Regions from separate parts of the Mus musculus genome. Here all the other regions are linked to region 1. The links are chromatin contacts, called in public Hi-C and HiChIP or PLAC-seq maps. All regions are on one chromosome and are shown on one strand. The core of a region is the stretch at or near the end of the contact, and the rest is flanking DNA. Distances in the headings are between cores, read along the strand shown. Region 1 holds the start of Plppr4 (phospholipid phosphatase related 4). Region 2 has its middle 53 kb from the start of Plppr4. Region 3 has its middle 47 kb from the start of Gm40130.

Evidence for each region. A called contact is a pair of places that touch in the nucleus more often than the background predicts. HiChIP or PLAC-seq counts read pairs in DNA pulled down with a chosen protein or histone mark.
Region 2: a Hi-C map of cortical neurons shows a contact between it and region 1, with 2.4 times the contacts expected there. The contact joins the enhancer-like site here to the promoter of Plppr4 in region 1. A contact is called at or near these places in 3 of 39 promoter capture datasets (hippocampal neurons, macrophages and stem cell-derived epiblast-like cells), 7 of 484 Hi-C or Micro-C datasets (Sertoli cells, cerebellar granule neurons, cortical neurons and 2 more), 3 of 115 datasets of contacts at active chromatin or transcription factors (SST interneurons, embryonic forebrain and forebrain) and 3 of 9 other capture datasets (adipose tissue, liver and pancreatic islet).
Region 3: a contact with region 1 is called in an H3K27ac HiChIP or PLAC-seq map of microglia, with 5 times the contacts expected there. The contact joins the enhancer-like site here to the promoter of Plppr4 in region 1. A contact is called at or near these places in 2 of 39 promoter capture datasets (cranial neural crest and hippocampal neurons), 3 of 484 Hi-C or Micro-C datasets (cortical neurons, embryonic stem cells and nephron progenitors), 2 of 115 datasets of contacts at active chromatin or transcription factors (embryonic forebrain and microglia) and 2 of 9 other capture datasets (adipose tissue and pancreatic islet).

Annotation. Positions count from the first base shown.
Region 1 is chr3:117,358,933-117,362,590 of GRCm38.p6, reverse strand. Plppr4 (phospholipid phosphatase related 4) reads left to right here and starts at 1,715. Exons shown (of 7, transcript NM_177664.5): 1 at 1,715-2,567. The coding sequence starts at 2,343.
Region 2 is chr3:117,411,578-117,415,235 of GRCm38.p6, reverse strand. No RefSeq gene overlaps it. Among named protein-coding and RNA genes, the nearest start is that of Plppr4, 53 kb to the right of the region's middle. Within about 2 kb of position 1,920, at least 11 of the 459 cell types and tissues checked have an H3K27ac peak or open chromatin away from gene starts, as enhancers often do. A contact at or near this core is called in cortical neurons, where this site is marked.
Region 3 is chr3:117,308,059-117,311,716 of GRCm38.p6, reverse strand. No RefSeq gene overlaps it. Among named protein-coding and RNA genes, the nearest start is that of Gm40130, 47 kb to the right of the region's middle. Within about 2 kb of position 2,081, at least 8 of the 459 cell types and tissues checked have an H3K27ac peak or open chromatin away from gene starts, as enhancers often do. A contact at or near this core is called in microglia, where this site is marked.

The sequences.
Region 1 (3,658 bases), core at 466-2,965:
AATAGTGGGAAAGGACACTTTAACTCAACTCATCAATTCAGTTTCCTTATCTGAAAATAAAAACTTCAGATGGGTGAAATATTTGGTAAACTATTAAAATAATGATGCATTCTAAAAATGAAATAACATACTGTAAAAGAAAAAAGAAGAGGCTGGAGAGATGGCTAAGCAGTTCAAAGCATTGCCTGCTCTGCTCTTCTAGAGAGCCTAAGTTCAGTTTCTCAGCAATCACATGGTAGCTTACAACTATCTATATAGGGTCCAATAACATTGTGTGGTATGTAGCATATATACAGACAAAGCACTCATATAAGTAAAAGGATAAACCTTTAAAATGGGAGGAGGAGGAAGAGGAGAGAGGGAGAAGAGGAGGAAGGGAGGAGGGGGAAAGGAAGTGGGGAAGAGGGAGAGGAGGAGAAGGAGAAGTAGGGGGATAAGGAAGGAGAAAGGGGAGGGGGAGGAAAGAGGAAGAAGAAAAGAAGAAGGAGGCAGAGGAGGTAGAGGAGGGAACTGAAGATTTGATTTGTGACCATTACTTAGTATGTCAAGAAAAATTTGACAGAGTTTCTAAATTTTGAGCAGAGTCATGAAGTATGTTAGTGATTAACTGTGCAATGTTGATAGAACTGCGTTCATCAACAGAGAGACATAGTAAGTACAAAGGTTTTGGGTCCCCTCACCATCAGAATCAGAAAAACTAGTGCAGTTCATCAGGTAGAATGTCCATCAGGATTCCAGGTAAAATAAAGAGGTGGGGGTGGGGGTGAGGGTTACACATAGTGGGAAGCTTCTAGAAGGGTTAACCAGAGAAATGAAATCAGTAATTGCTTTTCAGAAGTACCTTTGGGCTACTGTGTGAGGGGTAAGGCATGGCTTAAAATTTGTAAGGACTCTTTTTTTTTTCCTGCCAATCAAAACAAGACATGGTAGTGACCCGCGGTGGGGGGGGGGGGGGAGGGAGGGTGAGTACTCTGTTTTGAATAATAATATGGGATAATATAGTCTTTTTCTATAGCTTCTATTCTCTGAGTAAGATAAAGCTAGATGGTTGTGTGGCTTTTGAGAAGTTAGGAGAAGATATGTATGGAACCAAGACCAGCTAAGAAGGACACACTAGGTTTGGAAGGTGGGGGGACTTAAGCCATGGTCCCAAGGTCACGTGTTGTGGTTTTATTCTACTGTATTTAGCTGTTCAGATAAACATCTTATTTACCTGGGGTAGAGTTTCACTGAATAGTATGGTACATGAGCAATTGCACTGCAGGACTCTGAAACCTAATCTTGGCAGAAGGAGTAGAGGCAAGATGCCGCATGGGTAGTAAAATGTGAATGTTATGAATATGGCATCTAGCTTGCCAAAACCCCACTGGAGCAGCAATGGAAAAAGCCAGCTGAAAAGTAGGCTGGGGATTCAAAGTCGTGTGATTGACAGGGAAACTTTGGAAGAGCAAGAAATGACCTAGAACAGATAGGGACAGAAGTGGGTGATATCCCCATGTGTTGCTTTGTGTCCCTTGAGTGCTTCTGCTGTAGCACTTGACACTGATGGTTTGCGAAAAGAATCATAAATGTGAGAGCAACCACGGACCCTGACAACCAGGGCTTGGGCTTAGACTCCAGTGTTTGGAGTCATGCTTCCATAGTTACGGCTGTGATTCCCACAGTGCACTAGGGAATAAGAATGTGGTTAGAATATTTCCTGAGCTTTGGGGCCAGCGATGATGCCCCATTTACCCTTTCTCTTCAGATGCAGGAAATTTTCACTCTGTTCCCCAGCTGATTGGAGCTTTTTCTAGGTGCTTCCCTGGGAGTTACCTCCCTAGAGATCAGCAGGCAGGGCTGTCACGCTTGGGTAGCAGCCAGCTCCCAGTGAATTCCTTCTGTGGCCTACTTGTCCTTATGAAGTCCGAGTTTTAATTTTGCACAGGTAGGAGGTCTCTTTTGCTATGGATAGGGCGGATAACGGTGCTACCATTAGAAAACAGGCTTCTGTTTTCTAGGAAGGCAAGAGGAACCCCAGGTAGGGGACCTTGTGAGACCAGGTGACTTGGCTCCTCAGCCTTGCTTCTACAGAAACCAGGAGTGCTTCCCCCCACTCTTCCCTATTTTTGACGTCAAGCTCAACCAGCCAGCAGAGGAGCCTCACGGCTTGGGCGGTGGAGAGAGAGCCCAGGGAGAGTGGCAGGGAGGGGAAGCCATCTCAGCAACAGCTTGGAGAGGGAGCTGCTATCCCTTGCCCGCAAAACACGGACTAAAGCCAGGCTGAAGAAGACCTGCGGGCTCGGGCTCGGGGATCCGCGGGGTTACTGCAAAGAGGGGCGGGGAAAAGGCGGGGGCGCTGCATGCAGCGCGCTGGTTCCAGCGGTGCCCGCGGGGAATGTGACATCAGCGGCGCCGGGCGCTTGCGGCTGGAGCAGGCAGCTCGCCTCGGTGGCCGCACGGTGCACACCTCGCCCGGGGGAGGACTTGGAGCCCGGCAGGCGGCCGGGATGTCGGCGAAGGAGAGGCCAAAGGGCAAAGTGATCAAGGACAGCGTCACCCTCCTGCCCTGTTTTTATTTCGTTGAGGTGAGTTGGCCCAGCGCCCTGGCATAATGCAGATCTTTCCGGACAGCTCCGGAGCTAATTCGGGTCCTGGGCGGGATTGGTGACCACACCGGAGCACCAAGGGCTTGAGCCACTGCCTTTCCTAAATGCTCGACCCTTTCCCTTTCCTCCCACAGGTTTTTCTCCAGAGCTCCCCTGAGTCTGCCTGTGGACACCTGCCAGCACCGCCTGGTTATCACTAGGGGCGGCTTGCTGGGTGGCCTTCCAGGAAGGGATACCTGTGAGAGTACTGGTCTAGTTTTTGGCCCTGTAGCGCCAGTTGTGCACAGCATATATCAGTGCCCCAGAGGGGCCATGATGCCTGTATTTTGAAATTTGTGTTTTTCAATTTGCTGACTATTTCTAGAACTCTGTGAGCTTTTGGTGGGAATTCAAAAGCATACAGTTTTGCCTAGACTGTAGGACCAGAAATGTTTATGTGGTATTAGGATTATCGGTGGCTTCTATTAACCCCCCTAAACCCGTCTCCTACTACAGTTGCTATGGTACTTCATCTGCTTCTAAAATTGGGTCATTTCTAGATGTCAGTCAACAATCGACTGGCCTTTAGCCATGGTGTGTGTGGGTGTGTGCACAGACACATACATATATCCATGTACATATATATATAGCTCAGTGTAGATATATGCATAAACGAGTGAATATATATTTCAAATGTATGACATCATCTGAGTTCACTTTGTGTGTGTGTGTGTGTGTGTGTGTGTGTGTGTGTGTGTGTGTGTATCTGTGCTTTTATTCTGACCTGAGCAATATTTCGGTTAAGCAATTAATATGGAGTTGCACTCATAATGAACCTCTGGCTTACCTAATGCAGCATTTGAGGGAGGAACAGTTTATGGGAGGGGTGTAAAGATTGACAGGTACAGGATTCCATGTACTGTGATTCATTGCATTTGGAAGACATTTTTAAGCAAGGGGTTTCTTAAATTACAGGTGAAGCAAGGATACATTTAGGAAGAAGATCTAACAGTTCCAAGGGTAAAACTGTGGTTTGTGTAATTACATCTCAGGTTGAATAGGGAATTCTGAAACGGTTGCTGCATTATACA
Region 2 (3,658 bases), core at 671-3,170, 52 kb before region 1:
GTGCAAAGCTGACTCACTCTTCGGACAAACCCATGTGATTTTGGGGATACCGACCCCACCCACAAGGCCCAGGGAACTACCTAGAAGAAGAGATAGAAAGAATGTGAAAGGCTGTGAAAAGAATTCAAGGACCCTCTCCCTCCCTTCCTCCTTCCATCCCTTCCTCCTTCCCTACCTTCCTCCTTCCCTCCCTTCCTCCCTCCCTTTCTCCCTCTCCTTCTCTTCTTCTGTTTTTTCTCTTTCTATCTCTCTCTCTTCTTCTCTCTCTTTTCCTTCTGTCCTCTGTCCCTCTTCTTTCTTTGCCCCTATTCCCTTCTGCCGATCCCTTCCTGTGTCCCATACACTTAATTTTGTACCAAAGAAGAAGAAGAAGAAGAAGAAGAAGAAGAAGAAGAAGAAGAAGAAGAAGAAGAAGAAGAAGAGGAGGAGGAGGAGGAGGAGGAGGAGGAGGAGGAGGAGGAGGAGGAGGAGGAGGAGGAGGAGGAAGAGGAGGAAGAGGAGGAGGAGGAGGAGGAGGAGGAGGAGGAGGAAGGAAAAAGAAGAAAGAAAGAAAGAAAGAAAGAAAGAAAGAAAGAAAGAAAGAAAGAAAGAAAGAAAGAAAGAAAGAAAGAAGAAAAAGTAAAAAGAATGTGAAATTCAGAGGATGACATGGGAACTCCGGCTTCTAGAAATGACATAGCTTTTACACACATGAACTATCAGAAGTTATGCTTACCTGGATAAGACTGGCACAAGATTAAGACATTTAAATTCCAACACTGACAGGAGAGGGGCTCCCGAAGTCCTGTCTGGAACTGAGAAGCTATTGGTCATTGATTGTTGGTGAGGGAGAGTGAGTTGTTTATCCTTAAGGGTGTGGTAATGATAGATTGTCTATGCCCCATTGATGGCCCTATATCCATGATCATGTGGGCAGCACTAACTGGACTCAGTGGAATCAATGTAAATGTCTATTGCATATGTACACACACACACACACACACACACACACACACACAAACACATAAATTTCGAGTTTATGAAATTGAGACAGATGTATTAGAAGGTGCCTAGTAAAAGTAGGAAAGGGAAAAAGAAGGTGAATTTGATCAAGACATTGTCCACATTTATAAAATTTCAAGAGACAAATAAAAGTATTAAAGATAAAAAATAAAAACACAAATTAAAAATTCTTTAGACCGTAATCAAAGCAGGGAAGCTAGGAGTTGTGCTCTTAAGAGACATTGGTTCTCCTCCAGTAGCCTGTTTGTCTCTCCTCTACCCAACACACTCAGGCCCACACAGACACACAGACAGAGCTCATGTTCACACAGAAGAAATCCATGCACATACTAAGGCTCTTCCCAGATGCTATTTCAAGGCTGACAGCACAGTCAGTGTCACACCCTTCCTGCCAGCTTTCTGCTACTGCTCACGTTTTAATTCTTGTATCTTCCCCATTTGGGGAATATATGTCACATGCAACCTGACCTTGTTAAACATTTGCATCTAGTCTGAATTGCTATAAGATGTCCTAAATGTCCTTGACTTCTTTAACTAGTAATAAGCAACTACCTCTACATAAGACACACACACACACACACACACACACACACACACACACACACACACCACATATCAGACCTATCCACTCAAACATGCATGGCATCTCACATTTTTAAACCCTGCCATTACTGTCATCTTGATCTAAATGTGACCCATTTGAAGTGCAGACCAATTTTACAGCTCTGTGGAGTGGCATTTTAAGGCTCATTACAAGGCCTAAAATGATTTGCATCTCCTCCTACTCTAAAATATAAGCTTTTTAAAAATAAAGTCTCTCTAAAAATAGAACTGTTCTGAAATTACACAGGGCACATAATTAAGTGGTACACGCTGGAGCACTCAGAAGCTTCATCAGTCTCTGGGAACTCTTGCTGTGACACTGACATTCAGAAACTACAGTCTTGATTCTGGAACCATCAGACCAGTGGACAAGGTAGCCACTTGTCCACTTCCCAGAGTAAAGTGTGCAGACCACTGCACAAGGTAGCTACATGTACAGCCTCTCTGGATAAGCTGAGACTACACAACTGAGGAAGACCCAAACCACTCTTTTGTCCTCAGCACAAAACCACTGAGCTGTGAGTAACTAGAATTTCCACTGTGCCTTTAGCCATTGTCCCACTTGAAGAAACCGGGCTGCCTTTTCCTTTTGCTTCAGAGTAGCTGTTGATACAGCACCAGAAAGTTGGCAGCTGAAGGGAAGTGGAGCTTCTTTCAGGGCAGCAAATCTACTGATACGCACATGGGGTTTTCAGTCCTTGGCAAACTTGGAGCCTGGGAACGACAGAAGAGCAGGTAACAAGAGGAGAATATGCCTAACGTCTCTTACCTGCCGCCAGGCTGCAGCTCCTCTTGCCTCTGCAGAGTGCCAGACAGGGTTACTTTAGTAGGCAGCCAGTGAGGGGCATCAATATTTAAATGGGAAAAGGGGCATGGTAGGAGGGGGTGAGGACAGAGCAAGGACTGAGAAGCAATCTTTGCAGAAAGAGGCCAGAAAGTATCCACTTTCTTTCTCCAATGACTAATTGTCTCTGGGCTTTGAGGATGAGTGACAAGGCCTGGCAACCCTTTTCTGGACAAGAAGAGGAATGACAGGAGGAAGGAGAAAGGGTAGAAGGTTGGGCTATGGAATAAAAGAAAAATATAGAAAAGGGGGCAAGTGAAAAGAAGGATGGCAGGGCAGGAAGAAATAAGCATCTTAGGGGAAAGGAATAAAAGAACAGAAAGAGAAGTTTAATAATAAAAATAAAAGTCGGAACATAAATATGTTGAGTGATGGGAACAAATTCATATAAAGTCAAATCTTGGAGGAAGGTCTTTTGTTGTTAGTGGTGGTGGTGGTTTTGTTGTTGTTGTTGTGTTTTGTTTTGTTTTTACTTTTCTAAACAGAGAGAAGCAAAGATGAATGATCATTTATTTCGTAAAGAGTGCTGAATGGCATGGTATGTGAAAATCCAGGATCAGTGGTGGTACAAAATTAGGAATGAAGGCATACTGGGCTAGCACTGAGAACGAATGTGGGGCCATGCATTGCAGTCTAAGATGTCACGTTCAGCTTTTTAAGGAAAGTAGCCTCATTTTCGCCTTGCTCATCTTGACACAAAGGGTTCATTGTCAGAAAAATTATTTGTGGTTATTTTATATAACGATCAGACAACGAAGCTTCTTCATTCTTTAGAGCTGAAAATGCTTTTGTTAGAGTTCATTTATAATAACAGAGGGAGAAAAATAAACAAAAAAGAAACAAGCAGAAAGGAAGGGACCCTGGGACAGTGTAACATCCTGGCAGAAATGGAGATATTGAAAGAAACGTGTGTGTCCCTCCCTTTGGCTCAAGGACAATTGAAACAATGGACCTTAAGAAATTCAACTTTCTCAGCTAGTCTCATACTGGAAAAGGAAAAACCTGAAGCTTGGTCTCAGCAAAAGAAGAAACTTGTCTCCCAGGGTGGGTGTGGGGCAAAAAAATAATAATTTTCATTATAGTAGACGTTGGGGACAAAACAGTGGGTCAATGGTGGAGTGATGGGTGAGACCTATCTGGACAGAACTGCTTGGTTGCACATACCCCTTGCCTTCTATTTAAACCTAAACTTCATTCCTTCATTTCAGG
Region 3 (3,658 bases), core at 832-3,331, 51 kb after region 1:
TGCATTCAGATGACAGCCAGTCTTGAGAGCAGACCACACGACTGAGAATACTCAAGGTTCCCAAGTCACAGTCTGGTCAGTTTCTATGGAGGCTAAAGTAAGACGGAGCAGGTTACTTAAGACGTACTTCAGTGCTTTATTTTATTTTATTATGTTTTATATGATATAATTTATTCATGTCTTTCTCATCCCCAGATTCTCCCCACCCAATTTTACATCCTCTCTATCTCTCTCTAAAATAAACAAAAACAAAAACAAAAAGAGCACAAACAAAAAAAATTCAGAATAATCAAAAGACCGGTAAGACAAAAATGCTCTAAAAGCAAATTAAAACAAAAAGTCTACCAAAATATGATTGAGTTTGTTTTTGTGTTGGTAAGGTACCTGCTGAGCATGGGGCCTGCCATGGTGTGGTGGGTATGTCCAGTGAGACTCCACTGGAGAAGATAACTTTTCCTTTGCTAGTGAGTATTAATTGCACATAGCTTCTTGGCTAGGGCTGGGAGTCTGTGACTACTTCCCACTCTCAATGCTGGGTCCCCATCCGGCTTGAACCTGAGCCTTGCACAATCTCCCACAGTATCTATGAATTCATGCATGCATCATCATACTGAATCTGGAAGACACTGGGAGGCTTGCTATTCTTTTGAACTCTCACAATATCTTTTGTAAGGCAGCACCTGCTACTTCAGTGGGCTGCAGGGAAACACTGAGGTCTCATCCTAGAGTAGGTTAATCCTTGTTATTATTTCTCATTGTCATGGAAATGTCTCCCTACTTGCTGGAATTCCACATTCTCCAAATCTCAGCCACACCCTCTGTTAAACTCCAGGTGAGGAGTGCACTCTAGTTGGTCCATCGCCACCTCACACAACTCACTCTATAAATGACCCATGTCAGAGTCACCAGCTCTCCTCCCAACTGCATTCTACATTTTTATGGAAAACATTCACAAATTCTATTGCCTTAACACCACAATGGAGCTAAAACTCATTAGACATATGCCCTAGTCTTCCCCTTCAGTCCTGGGATCATCAGTTTTCAACCAACTGTTATACCATAAATAAGATACCGTTTCACACCTGGAAGCTCATGAATGAGTAGAGAAGTAAGAGATAAGGAAAGAAAAAAGCTCATTTTGTATGGATAAGATTCACAAAGAACGGAAACTGTTGCCCTCTCTTAGAATGGTTTGGCTCTTAGAACCCAAAAGGTAGGAATTTGGCTCTCAGCTGACAAAGGTTTTGCTTGTTTGTTTGCTCTTCAAAACAAGTTTCTCCCAGGCTGTCCTGGAACTTACTCTGTAGACCAGGCTGGCCTTGAACTCAGAAATCTGCCTACCTCTACCTCCTAAGAATTGGGATTAAAAGCATGTGCGGCCATGCTCCTCCTCAAGTGGTACTATTTTTATATAATAATAGAATCAAGGCAATTTCATTTTAATATTCAAATGTGATTATCTCTTCAATTTCATTAGTCTTCTTGTTTTAGGAAAATATATCATAAGTTATCCTTTAATCCAGTGACTACAACCAGGGCAGAATCTCCACTATTGCTGGATAACATGGAATTAAGAAAGGCATATATATATATATATATATATATATATATATATATCACTGAAAACTCAACTTAGAATTTAACAGAATTTTCCAGAAATCAATTTTCAAAGATAAACTTCTGAATCTAATATAGACTTTTACCTGGGTATAAATAATCTACTCAAGACGAACAGACATGGGGATGCCCTTAACTATCTACATAACCTAAAATAAAAAACCAATAGATTTTAAAGGTGTTTGGTGGAACAGGTGCATTCAGTCAGGGTGTCATCAGGATATGAATGATATCTATGCAAGATTTAACTGAAGAGATGAGTTACAGGAGTGTGAACAGTGTTAGCAGTCCAGGAGCCAGAGGACAGCACAGTGGCAGCCATATTGCGGCAAATCGCTATGCTCTAAAAAAAAAAAAAAAAAAAAAAAAAAAAAAAAAAAGGTGAACTTGAGTATTGTTGAATGGCTGCTGTTATCTCCAGATAGTGGAGGAAGAAGAGCAGCATATCTAGTAAGCCCCCACCTTGGGAGAGAGATGAACGGGTTTTCCCACTCTGCCTTGATATGAATGAAGAGAGAAGATTCCTCTTGAACCCCCTTCAACCCCAACTGCAGAAGTGGTGGCTCATACACTAAAGGAGAAGACTCAAACTGAGGCGCAGGTAGTGGGTGAACCAGTAGATGTTTCAGTAGATGAGAAAGGGGAAGTGGAAAGGAAGGACATGCAACAGAGTGAAGTGCCCACCGAGCCTAGCAGCAACAGCAAGAAACTGTCCCTGGGACTTGATGTAGAAGTCTTGGGCCAGCATTTCTCCACTCTTTGCCAACCTTTGAAGCCTTTTGGGGTGAATTCCTTCCTGGAATAGGCAGAAGCCTTATTGGAAGCCAATCTCACACATAATTCATTGTTGCAATTGGTTTCAAGAATGTGTATAAAGGTACAACCCATAAAGTTGAGATTTTACTGGGGGGTTGGATAACAGTGCCTTGCACATGTTCCTGGGTTGCAGTAGGGGAAGATTACACAGCAGCAGGCTAGAGCCTGCCAAGACCTTCTGTGTATGCTCAGGGCTCTGCCCTTCCTCTTTCTTAGTTTAGCTATCTCATACTCAGCTGCAAGCCCCTATGTGTTCACAACCTTGCTGTTTTAAACCCCCCAAAAATGTATTTTAACCACAGCATCCTGACCGTATATTGTGTTGTTTGCTATTTTGGTAACAGCTCTTATGAAATGAATTTTGTGTCTTCAAGGGTCACATGCTGAGGACTTAACCTTCAGAATATGACAATATGTGGAGACAGTTTTTGCAAAGACAGTAAATTTACATGAGTTACAGAGAGGCCTAGTACAGTTTAATGATGAAAAATTTGGACACAGATATATCTCAGGGGATGATGATGTGGAAAACACAGAAAGAAAATGGTCATCTCCAATCCAAAGAGAAAGATTTAAGTCCTTTCTACTTCAGCCCTCAGAAGAACTAGGAATTCTGATTTTAAACTCTATGAATAGTATAAACAGTTTAGTATTTGTGATCTAGATAAGATAGTGTATAGTTAAAATATTTTAGATACTTAGGAAATTCACACACATAAAACATACTCTTACACAATGTAACAAAGGCATAAAAGTCTATATATTATGGTGCAGAATAACAAATGAAACTGTGGATTCAGTGAGGTAATTTCTCTGTAATTTTAATTTATTCAGTTAAGAAATAGTAATCTTTGTAACAAATTTCATTACTTGATAGAGTTCTCAAAATAACCCTAATTCTCACCAAAAACATAACAACATATGCTAACTGATTTGATCAGAAATTATTTCTCTTATAGAAATATATGTTTAACATATGTTTTGCTTGTAAATTACATATTTTTGGTGGCAGGAAGATGGTATTGAGACAGTTTCTTGTAGCCCTGAGCTAGCTTCAAATTTGCCATGTTGTAGTTGGCCCTTGAATCTCTAAACTTTACCTCTGCATCCCAAGCTTTGGATTCAAAGATGTGCAGCTTGTACCTCCTTACAGACTCCAAAATATCATTTCTTTCCTAAGCCTATACAATGTTACCCTTATTCTATAGTGTAAAATTGGTACCAA